2 separate regions of the Triticum aestivum genome follow, and region 1 is linked to region 2. Evidence: chromatin contacts called from public Hi-C data. All regions are on one chromosome and are shown on one strand. The core of a region is the stretch at or near the end of the contact, and the rest is flanking DNA. Distances in the headings are between cores, read along the strand shown. Region 1 holds the start of LOC123187934. Region 2 holds the start of LOC123187930 (protein WEAK CHLOROPLAST MOVEMENT UNDER BLUE LIGHT 1).

Evidence for each region. Hi-C and Micro-C count contacts between places; a contact is called where the count stands out from the background.
Region 1: a Hi-C map of leaf shows a contact between it and region 2, with 8 times the contacts expected there. The contact joins the promoter of LOC123187934 here to the promoter of LOC123187930 in region 2. A contact is called at or near these places in 2 of 5 Hi-C or Micro-C datasets (both in leaf) and 1 of 1 datasets of contacts at active chromatin or transcription factors (leaf).

Annotation. Positions count from the first base shown.
Region 1 is chr2A:123,710,960-123,717,665 of IWGSC CS RefSeq v2.1, forward strand. It overlaps LOC123187934, which reads right to left and starts at 2,137. Exons shown (of 3, transcript XM_044599937.1): 1 at 1,830-2,137; 2 at 1,350-1,734; 3 at 172-551. The coding sequence starts at 1,880. The coding sequence ends at 502. LOC123187933 (vacuolar protein sorting-associated protein 27) reads right to left here and starts at 6,488. Exons shown (of 10, transcript XM_044599935.1): 1 at 6,245-6,488; 2 at 6,091-6,147; 3 at 5,926-5,996; 4 at 5,607-5,811; 5 at 5,414-5,535; 6 at 5,075-5,150; 7 at 4,886-4,945; 8 at 4,769-4,819; 9 at 4,221-4,299; 10 at 2,909-3,486. The coding sequence starts at 6,322. The coding sequence ends at 3,395.
Region 2 is chr2A:123,307,511-123,314,041 of IWGSC CS RefSeq v2.1, forward strand. LOC123187930 (protein WEAK CHLOROPLAST MOVEMENT UNDER BLUE LIGHT 1) reads right to left here and starts at 3,192. Exons shown (of 3, transcript XM_044599927.1): 1 at 2,888-3,192; 2 at 873-1,483; 3 at 1-675. The coding sequence starts at 1,457.

The sequences.
Region 1 (6,706 bases), core at 887-3,386, 400 kb after region 2:
GTCCGACGCTGGTGTGATCCGGCATGCTGTATGGATCGAAGTACATTTGAACTTTTTATGGACAGGATAGTGGTCTCCTGCATCCGTGTCCATGGACTAGTCTCTATCCATGGACGGATGCGGGAGGAAATTTGTGTGCCCTAAGCATGTATTCTCTCCAAAGACATGAAATAGAGAAAGAGCCGCACCTTACGTCTCATGTCTATCTATATCTCTGTTCACGTGTGTTCCATCAAAGTCTCAACAAAATTCGGTGTCGAAAAAGCTATTTCTGTAAAACTATCTTTGTTCAAACTTGCACTACACAAATCTACTAAACTTAACAACAAGCTTGGGCTTCATACGTGTTACTCGAGTCTCGATCTCTATTCTAGAACTCTAGGTGATTTCACCGGGTGAGTAGGCAACACCAGTCGATTCGATCGACCACAAAGAACAACCTAAACAAACAGTGTGTGAATTTTCCTTTTGCTCCATGACCTTGCACAAAGACGACCGTGATCACATTACATCAGTACCCTTCTCTCGTGCATTCCTGGATGATGAACTGCCTGCAAAACCATGGGGCGTGCAGACGTTAGAATGATTCCGTAAAAATATGAACATTGATTTCTCGAACATCAATATAATAACGTGATTGAAAGGTGAAGAACAGATATCTCATTTACTTGATCATGTCAGCAGACTTTGAGTCGCTTGATGCTGCGCCGTCGTCCTCTTGATTCGCCAGTTTCTCTCGTGATCGTATCCTCGTCGATGAAGTTCTGATCCGACCCCTCTGAAGAAATGCACAAGTAGTTCCCTTGTAAGAACCTTGCCGTGCTACCCAACTCTATGAAAACAGACTAATTTGAAGATGTCTATTCATAATCTTATACGTACTCCACAAAAATGTGCGTCAATGAGGACTAGTGGTGTCATCCCCGAGTTCGTTGCTACTCCCTCCGTTCCAAATTACTCGTCGTAGAAATGGATATATCTAGAACTAAAATACATCTAGATACATTTATACCTGCGACAAGTAATTCGGAATGGAGGGACTGGCAGGGTGATTGATCGTTTATCCTTTCTTCTTTGAACTTTTGGTCATTTATTCTTGGTAAAACACATAGCTGAGTAAACTAGACGGTGCTACGAAATCAATGTATTCAAGACAAACATAAGTTGAACTAGCACCCTAAAACATAAGTGTTCCTAAACATAAGCTTTTTTTTAGAGATTTCAATACAGGCTATATGCCTATACACGAAGCAAAATGGGTCTATATACATCTATACGTAGTCGGTGTTTAAATATCTAAAACGTCTTATATTTAAAAACGGAGGGAGCATCTTTGAGGAACAACGTACCTGCAGTGCTAGAAGGGGAGCGCCCGCGCTTGGCAGAATGGCACGGGGAAGATGGTCCAGAGCTCGTCGCGCTTGCTTGGGAGCAGGACTCTTGCACGGTCTCAGTGGACGATGCATCATCATCATCATCATCATCCATGGAATGGACTTCCCCATCTCCCTGATTTCCACAGCAAGGCGTTCTGGCCGGCTCAACCTTTGCTCTGTCAACCTTGGACGGTTGCTTGGGCCCTGAAGCTCCTGGTCCTGGGGAGAGATCGAAGAGGCCCCTGAAGCTGATTTCACCGTCGTGTAACCGGTTCACGAACGACTCCTGCAACAAGCCTAGGTAGAGCATGTGCTTCTGGTCCGTCCATCCGGCCGAAGAGCACACCACCATCACGTCCTGCCATAGCAAAGAAACAACTTCAGAATCAATCCAGAGCTGCACAAATCTGCGGGTAATTAGACGGGGAAGACGAAGAAGAAGAGAACGCTTACCGGGAAGCGCGCGAGCTCCCGCAGGCCGGCCCGCCCCTCCTCCTCCTCCATCGTCGTCTCCTTCCCAGCACCGCACGACCAGCCAGAGCGAGAGAGAGAGAGATGAGAAAACAGAAAAGATCTCGAATGCCTCGGCCGGCCGACGGAGGTTTCTCTTTTATTTCCTTGGTGGCGCCGCTTTTCCACGTGGCCTTGGGGAGGGGCGGTAAATATCCGCCACAGTGTCACGCGCGAGCGCGTGCGGCAGGTGGCCGCGCTGCACCGCCTACCTCGTGCCTTGTTTATTCCGATCCGGATGGTTCGACGGTACCGCGGCCGAGATATTTTCAGAAACCACGATCTCGCGTTTGGTACAAAGAAGAAAGAAAGACTATGGATATTTTCCCGGCACAAACAAGCAAACGATGATATTTTCTGGTCGATGGTAATGAGGTTTGGGTTTGGGATGGGCTGGTGGCTGCCGTGACGTCGCGCCTTTTGTCCCGGCAGCAACTTGTGCTGTGTATTCTATGCCAACTTTTCTATCCTTTCTCGGCTAGTAATAATTAGGTTTTGTTTTGCCACAACCTCGACTTTAGCTCCAGGGGGACAGCAGACAAGATGTTTAAGCAAGCTAGTGCCTTTTGGAAAAAGCAACGCTCCTGCGCTGGTTTGTTTCGGTGACTATTTTTACTGGAAGATCGATCGACCGCTATCCAGTTCTATCCATGATTCATCATGGGTTTCGGCTGTCGCGGTCGCCGATGAGTTCGGTGGTCGCTATCCTCAACAGAACGGAGCTGCGTCCGGTCAGAGAGAAGATCGGCGAGGAAGATGGATAAGAATACGGGCCCGAGATATTTTCGCCGGCGCGCTGAAAAGATCTGGGTCGCCGCGGCGGCGCTGACGAGGCTGTGACGAGCTCTGACTTCATCCGCGTGGTGGCCTTGTGGGTAGCTCGACCAGGGGGTGCGACGTGACATGGACAGCGCGTGAAATAATAATACACTCTTTTAATCGATGCACCTAGTATAATGCAAAACAAATACCAAGACTCAACCACCTCTAAGGAAAAACCATTTCAATCACCCATGTGAATGTGAAACAATGTACTAGTACCAAATATCATTAGCTTTTCATAGCAATATACAAATCCCCTCGTAATATTATATGCTTCCTCGCGTTCACAAACAAAGTACCATCTCGCGAGAGGAAATATTGGCTAAAACTTTGTTGTGTTTGGCAACATATCAATAATGCCAGAAACGTCATTTACTTTTTCAACATGGGCGCCAGGGAGTAGTATTAGTAGTACAGTAGTATACAATGGATCTGGGGAAGAAGTCATGATGTCGAAACATAAATACAAGAAGAAATTATGAAGATTGGGCAGCATAACTTATTCAGGAGCAAAAGACCACTCCCTGTGAGATTCCAGCATTAATACACGACGATGCTGTGATACCTAAATGAATCACCGAACCCCCTCAAGCGGTTTATTTGCAATCACTCAGGAGCAGATAACCGTCTTCGGCACGTCGAAAGATGGGAGGCCAGCAGAAAGGCCCAAACAGAGACCATCTCCCTCATACAGGTCTTTGTGACGCAGCAAGCTCTTCCACCCTCTGCCGCATTTTGTACTGCAGCATGGGCGGGGCACAATCCAAAGGAGTTTCCCCTGCTCAAAAAGTTCATCAAAGTTATCGATTCTGTCACCGTCATTTGGGCACAGCACTATTGATGATTAAAAGTAGCATTCAGAACGAAGTAATCTAGAGCAATCATTCTATTGTATATCAAGTGTGGATGTATATAGTATTTTAGAGCAATCATTCTATTGTATATCAAGTGTGGATGTATATAGTATTTTAGAGCAATCATTCTATTGTATATCAAGTGTGGATGTATATAGTATTTTAGAGCAATCATTCTATTGTATATCAAGTGTGGATGTATATAGTATTTTAGCTTATCTACTTCTATCTACAAGCTAAAAGCTAAAATGTTGCATATATGCTGTTAGCTAGGTTCTTTCCAGCTAACTTTGCAAGGCTGTCTGGAAAAGCCCGCGGAGATAGGCTTTTATTCCGTCACAACTTATAGTAGTTGACAGAATACAAAAGCATAAAAAACATCAAAGCCACCAAAGAGCCTTGCAATCCAATTAAACTCTTCCTTTTGTCCATGCTAGCTCGTATTTTGGTTTGAACTGCACGAATATGTGTGTAAAGAACATTCGACGGTATCAATATTAATTCAGTGGATTGGTAGATCGGATAGGAACATGTTGATGAAAGAAACTTTTGTGCTTAAGAAGATTATAAATCAACTTTAGGAACTCGACAATGTACAGTATTTGAGCAATATATGCTATCCATGATAAAACTGCCTCAGATAGTAAAAGCAACCAACCTTGCCCATTTTTGCGTTGAATATTGGCTCCACTATCCATGAGAATAAGAGCAATCTCAGTCTGGTTAAATAGCGCAGCCTGCGATTGTCCATAGGCAGATAGATGTTCAGTAGATGGTGATTTGCTCGTTTCTATATGTATGTGCCAAACGCAACAATCTTCTGTAGCACAATAAAGCATGTGCACCACTAAATTATTAAAAAAATGAACAGGATAAGTAATCATGTTGGCGTGCAAAGGGGTTCTTAATTGTGGGGGGGATATCATCTGTATTTGGCACATACAGAAGCAACAGTTCCAGAGAAGGCAATGTAATCTGGTCAAGTGAATCTTTGGATACTTAATTTATCAGCAGATACATCTCATTTCAGTATTAGTGCACACGTGTTTTATATCATTCAGATGCATGGGTGTGCTCTGGCCTTTACATCGCAAATGGTGTTTCCCTTGTAGGACCGAACATTTATAAGCAAACGGCTACACAAAATGGTACAATGATGTGCAAATATAAGTTGACCACGAGGGAGTTGGTAAAACAACCACATACCAAATGTAGCAAAGTGAATCCTTGCTTGTCGCAGTAGTTAGAATCGACTCCCTGCGCAATGTAATTGTAAAAAACAAGTAGATAAAAATAAAACGAGAGAAAAGCTAGAAACAATACCTGGCTAAGAAGTTTCTTCACAGCTTTAATATCCCCACCCTTAATCGCTTCTCTCAGTCCCTAAAAAGGAATGAAGATTGGATTTTTAACAGAAAACTCCTAGAATGCCAGGCCAGAGATATCGCAAGTACCTGATGGGTTGAATAAAGAAACAGAAAATGAGCACTATTGAGCTGTTCCTAAGCTTACCTCTCCAGTAACTTCATAGTCAGACGGAGTCTTATCATTGCTGTCGTTGCTCATCAGGCCAAGATTTAAGAATGAGCTGGAATAACAACAATCAGGACACAGAGATGAGAAGGTCAGCTACAGGCAAAATGTTTGTGCCTAATGCACATATGTAATCTTCCTATTACAAAGAATGTATAGGTCCTGGCATTTAAGATAATGACCAAAATATGCAATAGATCTTGCCAAACAAAGTTGATCACATAGTGCAAAAGCATACTACGAAGATTACGAGAGACATATATGACAATAAGTTAGAATTCCTCTTAACAATGCCAGAACATGACAAGTCTACCGAACCTTGAGTTGCTGCTGGAAGTAGCTGAAGCCTTCTTCAAGCTTGATTCAGATGACTGCTGGTTGCTAGAAGGTTTTTTAGGCTTTGGGTTTGATTGTGCAGTTGACGAAGCGGCACTGATATTCTGGTACATAAGAATAATTATGTTAATATACACCTACAACAACCGATTAAATGGATCGGATTGTCGTCAACCTTTACAGGCGCAGGTTCAGGTTTTGGTGCCTCGCATATGCACAAAGGCATCCCGCATTTGCACTCGATAACGGCAACTGGAGTCTGAACCGCTGAACTTCTCGTGGGCAACGAATCATCATCTTTATCCAAATTCAGCCCTGAAAAGGAGTCTGCAGCACCCGAAACGCTCCCGGCAGAACTCGCGTTATCAACACCCCCGCGTCTGCAACATCGCACGGGAAGATAGACAAAAATTCAGTTTATATCCAGACCAAACATAGTCAGTGTTTGCGCGGTCAGATTCATCAGATTGTAGCAAACTAGTGAGCCAAGCTACCTGGATGATGATTTGTTGAAGCACTCGTAGCAGACCCTGGCGTCCGTGTATATCCCGTACTGCGGCAGGGCCTGGAACCAATCGAAGCAAAGAGTTTAATCAAGCAAGCTTGGGAACCCTTGACTCCCTACACTCACAAACTTGCTCAGTTTTGAGGTTCCCTACCATGTGGTACGAAGAGTGCTCGTGGCAGAGCGTCCTCCCGCAGCTGCGGCAGTGGTGCTGCGAGAGCGTCAAATCAGTCAGAGATCAGGGACGCGGCCAAACGAAGAGAATCTCTGCAAGGACGGGAAGGGGGAGGGAGGGGGAGGACGCGTACGCGGCGGCGGAAAGTGGAGAAGGTGCAGCGGCAGACGTCGCAGTGGGCCGACTCCTGGAACGGCGGCGGCGTCTCCATGGTCTTCGCCGTCGGCTCGCCGCGAATCCGATGCTCCGACGATCTGGGACGCCGATCTGAACCGAAGACGATTGGGGGCGAGGTGGTAATTTGGGAGTCGACGACGGCGAGAGGATTATTGTCTTGCTCGATCCAAGGGGAACGCGGAGTGTCGCTGGGCGGTTTCGGGCCGTCGATCGATGGCCTGTGTACGGTCAAGATCGCATCTCTCGTGTTCTCCTCTGACTCTTGCTCCAGAGCAACTAGTCATTAGTCAACCGACGGAGCAATAGTAAAGCACATAATTTCAGTAGACGAGCTCTTGGAACATTCAGAACATGAACCGATACTTAACATTTGACAAGATTCCACATGATTTTTAAGCTCTTGTACAGACAGCGTTTT
Region 2 (6,531 bases), core at 1,942-4,441:
ATGCAACTTGCGCAAATTTGCTTCAAGATTCTTCTTCAAATCATTTTGGGACAGAAGCTTATTGTTCAGTTGTTGCACCTCCTCTTGTGCCTGGACCAACTCTCTATCCCAAGCAAGGCAATCTTGCTCTTTCGCCAGTACTGCGCCGATTCTACGTTCTTCAGCATCATGATGTGCAGCATGGGCCAACTCAAGAGATCCTTTAGCTGCAATCAGTTCTACAGTCAGCCCCTCCACTCGCTTCTCGATATCTTTCCCGGCGGCTAACACTTCTTCAGCCCTTTTGATTGCTCTGTCCCTTTCATTGACTAAGCTAGCATACTCTTCGTGTAATGTTCTCAGCTCCTCCTTTACTGATTTAAGTTCGGCAACAGATTTTTCGTGTCTTTCTTTTGCGACTTCCATTTGAGTCTTGGCTATTACACTAGAATCGTCAGCTACTCCCCGCTCAATTTCTTGCACCCTCAGTTGTGCAAGCTCAGAGTCCTGTTTTGCTTGAACTTCTTCCATCTGTGCTTTCTCCAGTTCATGCTTCAGCTCTTCTACAATTCTCTTAGTAGTCTCTAGTTCATCAAGTACCTGTGATTTAGCCATCTCTGCAGCTTCTAGTTCTTCTTTGCATTTTGGAATTTCTTTCTGAGCATTTTCAAGTTCAAGCTGTATGAACTTGCGTCTCTGCATAAAAAGGAAATTCCTTTAGAGTACTCTACATGATTAAAATTCAGTTATGTACTCTAAACTATGATAATCATGTAGTTGTGTACTTACATTATCTGATACTCCATAATGCAAATTCAGTTATGTACTCTAATCCTTGTGGAGTATCAGATAATGTATGAGCATATGTATGGCTAAGACTTGACAAGAATTACCTCCATCATCTGAACTTTGTGAGCTTTCCAATCAACGATTCCTCCAAACTTGGTGACAGCTTCTCTCACAGACTCAAAAGGCGCAGCAGTGTCAATAAGACCTTTATATGGACTTTCAGGTTTTGCTTCTGACTCTTCCATCACTTTTGGTTTTACAGCAATTTTTCTCTGAAAACGTGCCTTGTCTTCAACATGGTTCACCTCGACGGGATGTACTGAAGAAGAATGATCTGCCTGACCCTTCACCGAGTGTTTGGATTTCTCAGTTGGTACTGAATTTGAGAGCATTTCAGGACCTGCCCCTGTGGGGGAATTTGATTCCACGTCATGCTCTGCTACATCAGGATGAGACTCTGCCAATACCTCTGAGTGTGAAGATAACTCCGAATCATCGGCAGCAACTGGAAGGCCATTAGAGATACCCGATGTGGCTGCTTGAGCTGACTTTTCCATGTTTGCATTGATATTTTCGTGAACACCATTGCTACTGACTTCCAGAGTTGGTGAGTCCACACAAGTTTCTGGGATTTCTACCGGAGATGACTCTTTTGAGTTATTTTCTTCAGATGCATGAGTCGACTCCATTCCTTAGACCTCCGCAATGTTCGCTCCTAAAAATTGTGTAATGAAAGTGACGTTATGAGACCGAATTATAGCACAAAATTCAAGCAAGTAAGAGTACACTGCACTACATGTGGGAAGTAGCATTATCAGTATATTTTTTTCGAGTAGTATGGAATAAAACAATTGTGAAGCTGTCAAACAGTAGCCCAAAGTTATTTTGCAATGCCAAGTCTCTATCCATGTTCCAAGGGGAGCAGAGATAACAAAACTGCAATAACAATAGATAACTATGTGCAGCAACTGACCAAAAGAACTTTACTGATCCTGCCCTACATTCACTAATCATTGCCACCGACTGACGCCGAACCTGCTTTCTGTCTGCAATAATTCAGCTACTTTTTGCACCCAACCGTATGTATGCATGACCTAAAACCATCTTTTCTAAATAAAAAGCGAAAGTAAGCAACCAAATAAAGCATGCCATTTTTATAGCTCCTAAAAATATGTCATAATGGACCAGATATAGCAGAAATCCTTGTCCCAGCACCATTATTATTTGCAGCAATTATGAGCGAAATCATTTCAATCATGTCCAGTTATAATTCCTTCAACGAAACTACTTAGCAAACGACACACGCTGGCCGATTTGGAGACGACACTACATCCAATGGTTGTGCTACAGTTTATCCTCTGCATGGATGGTTTGATTGACAGTGTCGTCCCAAAATCGGCTATGCAGCGTCGTCTGTGTAGCAGCACTCTTCCTTCAAATCATGGTCAGTCCTATGTGCATCAATCAAACCTGAATGTTTGACTTGCACAAGAAATTTCTCATCTCCGTACAGGCTCATATTTCGGCATGTCCTCATCATTAATTAGTAATCTAATCCTAACTAGTATAATATTATTACATGGTAAGATTGAACACGCTTGAGATTACAGAACTAACTGTACCTAGCAAGGTGAAATATTCAAGTTCTACTACTACTAAACTGGCTTTAAATACTTCCTCTGTAAAACAGAGAGTTTTTTTTTATGGCAGTGGGGTTCTAGCGCTCTTCTTTCACGCAGTGACGTAAACACCCCAAAGAATGAAAATTCTTCCCGGACCGCCCATGATTTCATCGCACAACGAGACCGAGTAGTCCTACTAATCCATGGTATGAACTACAAGGGGAATTTCCATCTTTGGTTGGTTGCAACCTCGGTTCCAGACCAAAATTAGATTCTTCCTGCAACTGACTGTACACCCAAGAGAACGAAACCGACATGAAAAACCTCGAAAAATAAACATAAAAGCACCGCAAAATCGTCCAAGCCAGGGGAACAATCTCGCATCGGACGAAGAGTCAAGAACTCGCACGCCGCCGCGGCCGTGCTCAAACAGGAAGGAAAGCACGGAGCCGCGGCGGGATTAATGGCAGATTGAGGCGGGAGGGGAGGAAGCTTACTCGATCGCGCGGGCGGAGGTCTTGCGGACGAAGCGATCGGGCCCTCCTTTGGCGGCGATTCGGATCTCCGCTCTTCGTGCGTGCTCGCGATTTTTGGCTTCCTTCTTTTCTTCTTCTCCTGTGAGGGGAGGGGAGAAGGAGAGGTGTGGTGTACGTGTGCTTGGGTTTTGTCCGGGCCCGTGAGTCCACTGGTCGGTCGGACACTTCACACCTGGGATTGATTACTGCGAGGAGCGGATGGACGGGACTCCCTTGTTTTGCAGAAAGCCCCTCTGGTTTTGTTGAATTATAAGAAAAGTGCCTGACCTAGGCCTTGCTGCAAAAGAGTGGATGAGATTTCTTGCAGAAATCGCCTCTTGTATGTTGAAACTTGAAACTATGGTGTCCATTTGTTAGACTAGACGACTTTTCGAAGGATTGCTTTATGAAACTGGTTCTTGGATCTAGTACAGATTTTGGGGGCGGCCAATTGGTGGATAACCGTGGACTCGTTGTCTGCGGAGCAACTTCGAAAGATGTTCTACAACTTGTCTTATCAAGCATAATGTTTAGGAATTAGTAGTAGGATGAGTGGGTACGCTGACGCGTGTTGTATACAATTTGACACATATGTGAATACAGATCATATGATGTCGACGACACTTAACTGGGTATTGATCTAGAATTTTCAAGAAACACAAGGTGTCAAATGGAAAGGCTGATGGAGACTGTTACTGCTCCACATGGTATGCTAATTAAGTGCTTGGGTACTACTCTACTCTAGTTTAGTTACCATCGATCGAACTCGTGGCTTTGAATGAAACCTAAAACATTTCTAAATAGCACAACTCACAGGTATACAGTACTACTACTGCTAGAAGTACTACTTTGCAATAATTATACTCCGTAATTTATATCCTAAACTGGGGGTATTTGGCGTGGAAGGGGGAAAGGGAAGAGATTCCGGCAGCGAGGCTTTCGGCGAGCGACAACGGCGACCTGACGCGATGCATCCTCCGCCCGTTCCCGCTAAGATTGGGACGTAGCCGGATGAGCGTGACGTGGTGGAGGCTGGGCGTGGAGCCGTTGGACTTTGGAGGTGACACCTGCAACTCTGCAGCGGAGGCAGAAATTATTCAGGATGGCCCACATTTTTGCGCTGCGAAAGCCTCCGACGCTAGTTTATGTGCTTACCTGGCTAGATTAGGCTCCAGCGAACACGTTCTCGTCGGCACGCGGAACAGCCCGTCACCGTCGCGGTCGTGGAGCCTGTGACCGGAGTAGCAAACAAGCCGTAATGATCCGGCGGCAAGTGGCGACGGCGGGCCGGCGACACGCATGTGGACGCGGAGCTGACACGGCCGGAGGGGGGAGGCGGCGACGGCGCGGATTGGATGGATGGATGGCTCCGGCGCGGTCCGCGTGCTCCAGCCTCCGGCTTGAAGCGAGAGGCGGGGGAACACGAGGAGGCCGTGCGGTGCCCCAGCTACACCACCGCACCGCACACGGCCGCCTCCTGGTCCCCCGTGCCGTGGCCCCGGTGTGTAAAAAGCGGGTCCTTTTTCAGAGTCTGGAAGCGGATTCAGAAAAAGGGTCGACGGTCCTGTAGCGCGGACAGTCGGAAAGAAGCTGCAGGGGAATGGGGACTGTGCGCTGCAGCAACCTTTGTTCGTTAGCTGACGGTGTGCCATGTAGAGGTCGGCACGTCCCGTGGGGTGGGAGCTCCTATTCGGCGCGTTCGGCGCCGGGGAAGCGAACCGGCGCCTGCTGGCAGCGCCAAGTGGGCCGGCCCACAGACGGAGCGAGCAGTAAACGGTCGCGTGAAAAAAGAAAAAGAAAATGTGGTAGAACCACGACTCGAACTCACGCAGCAAGGCAGCGGGATTTTTCGGCTAACCAATACAGCTTCGGATGACTAGTGATTCAAATGACACGCGAACTCTGTAAGAACCATAAGAGCCGCGCCATTTATTGCACAAAAAAATACAGTTTACTCTATAACTTGTATTTTCGAATTTCTTAAATATTGTACGTTTTACTTTATAGCTTGAACAAGAGTTCATTGAATTTGAAAATAAGTTCATCAATTTTGAAAAAAGTTCATGAATTTTGAAAAGAGTTCATCCCGTTTATGAAAAATAAAGTTCATCGCATTTGAAAAAAGGTTCACAAATTTGAAAAAAAAAGTTCATCGGATTTGAGAAAAGTTCATCGAATTTAGAAAAAGTTCATCGATTTTGAAAAGAGTCATCAGATTTGAAAAACAGTTCATCAAATTTGAAAAAAAGTTCATCAAATTTTGAAAAAAGTTCATTGATTTTGAAAACAGTTCATCAAATTCAATAAAAAGTTCATCGGATTTGAATAAAAGTTCATCGAATTTGAAAAAAAAATTCACAAATCTGAAAAAGTTCATCGAACTCGAAAGAAGAAAAAGGAAAACAGAAAACGAAAAAGGAAAAAAGGAAAACAGAAAAAGGTAAAAAGGAAAATGTAAAAGAAAGTAAAAGTTCATTATATAAACAAATAAAGTCTGTTGGCGTGCTGGTTGCACCCGCGGTACTACTTGCGTGAGGTCCCTGGTTCGAATCACTGCTAACACAGGTCTTTTTGCTGATTTAAAACAGAGAAGAAATAAAGCTATTGGGCCGGCCCATCGCGCGAGCGCTGCAGGCGCCGGTTGGCAAGCGGGCGCATATGAGCCAAATAGGAAATCCCCCGTGGGGTAGCATTCCTCTCTCCGGATTCTGGTTAAATGCTCCTAAATGCTGGCGGTCCATCCAGTCGGCCCATTAAGGATGGCATTTGCTAGTGCTAGTAGTTGATTCTGGTGACCAGACCGGAGCTGCCATCTAATCGAAATTTCTTTGTCGGAAGTGTCGTGGTTCGGGTAAGGCCGTGACAGTTTGAGGGGATCATGCTGTCGTGAACAAATTTGCCCCGACTGTGTTGTGCATCTCTTTGTTCGTTAGTAGTTGGTTCTAAATAAAAGTACTCCTTTTATAATGAAATATAAGATCGTTTAAATCACTACTATTACTTTAGTGATCAAACTACACTTGAAATTAAAAAGGCATACAAAAACTAGATTAAGGGTTGTCGCCGTCTTCAGTCGCCGTCGTCGTCGTTCTCATCGTCCTTGGATTGCAGACAGAAATGTTTGAGTTACAAGTTCAATGAATATCTAATGGGTATAATGTTTTGAGTAGATGTGATCAAACTATGTATGACATGATGAGATCAAAGATGAAATTAATCGATTTGCCAATATACTTTTAAATGTGATGCTTTTTTTTGCGAGAAAACTTTCGATCTATTCATCAAATGTCAAGATAGTACAAAGAACACCAGAAGTAAGAATTACATGCAGGTCCGTACACCATCTAGCAACGACTACAAGCACTGGAGCAAGCTGAAGGAATGCCACCGTCATGGCTCCTTCCTCATCGGAGCCGGACAAACATTATTGTAGTAGACAATCGGGAAGTCGTCGTGCTAAGGCCTCATAAGACCAGCGCATCAGAACAACAACCGTCGTTGATGAAGAGACTATGGCTTTACACTGAAAAGGAGCACCATCAAATCTATAAGATAAGTGCTACTTTGTAAGTTATCCCAAACGGTTGGGTATTCCTCTATCACGACGTCGGAGCAAAGTCTTTTGC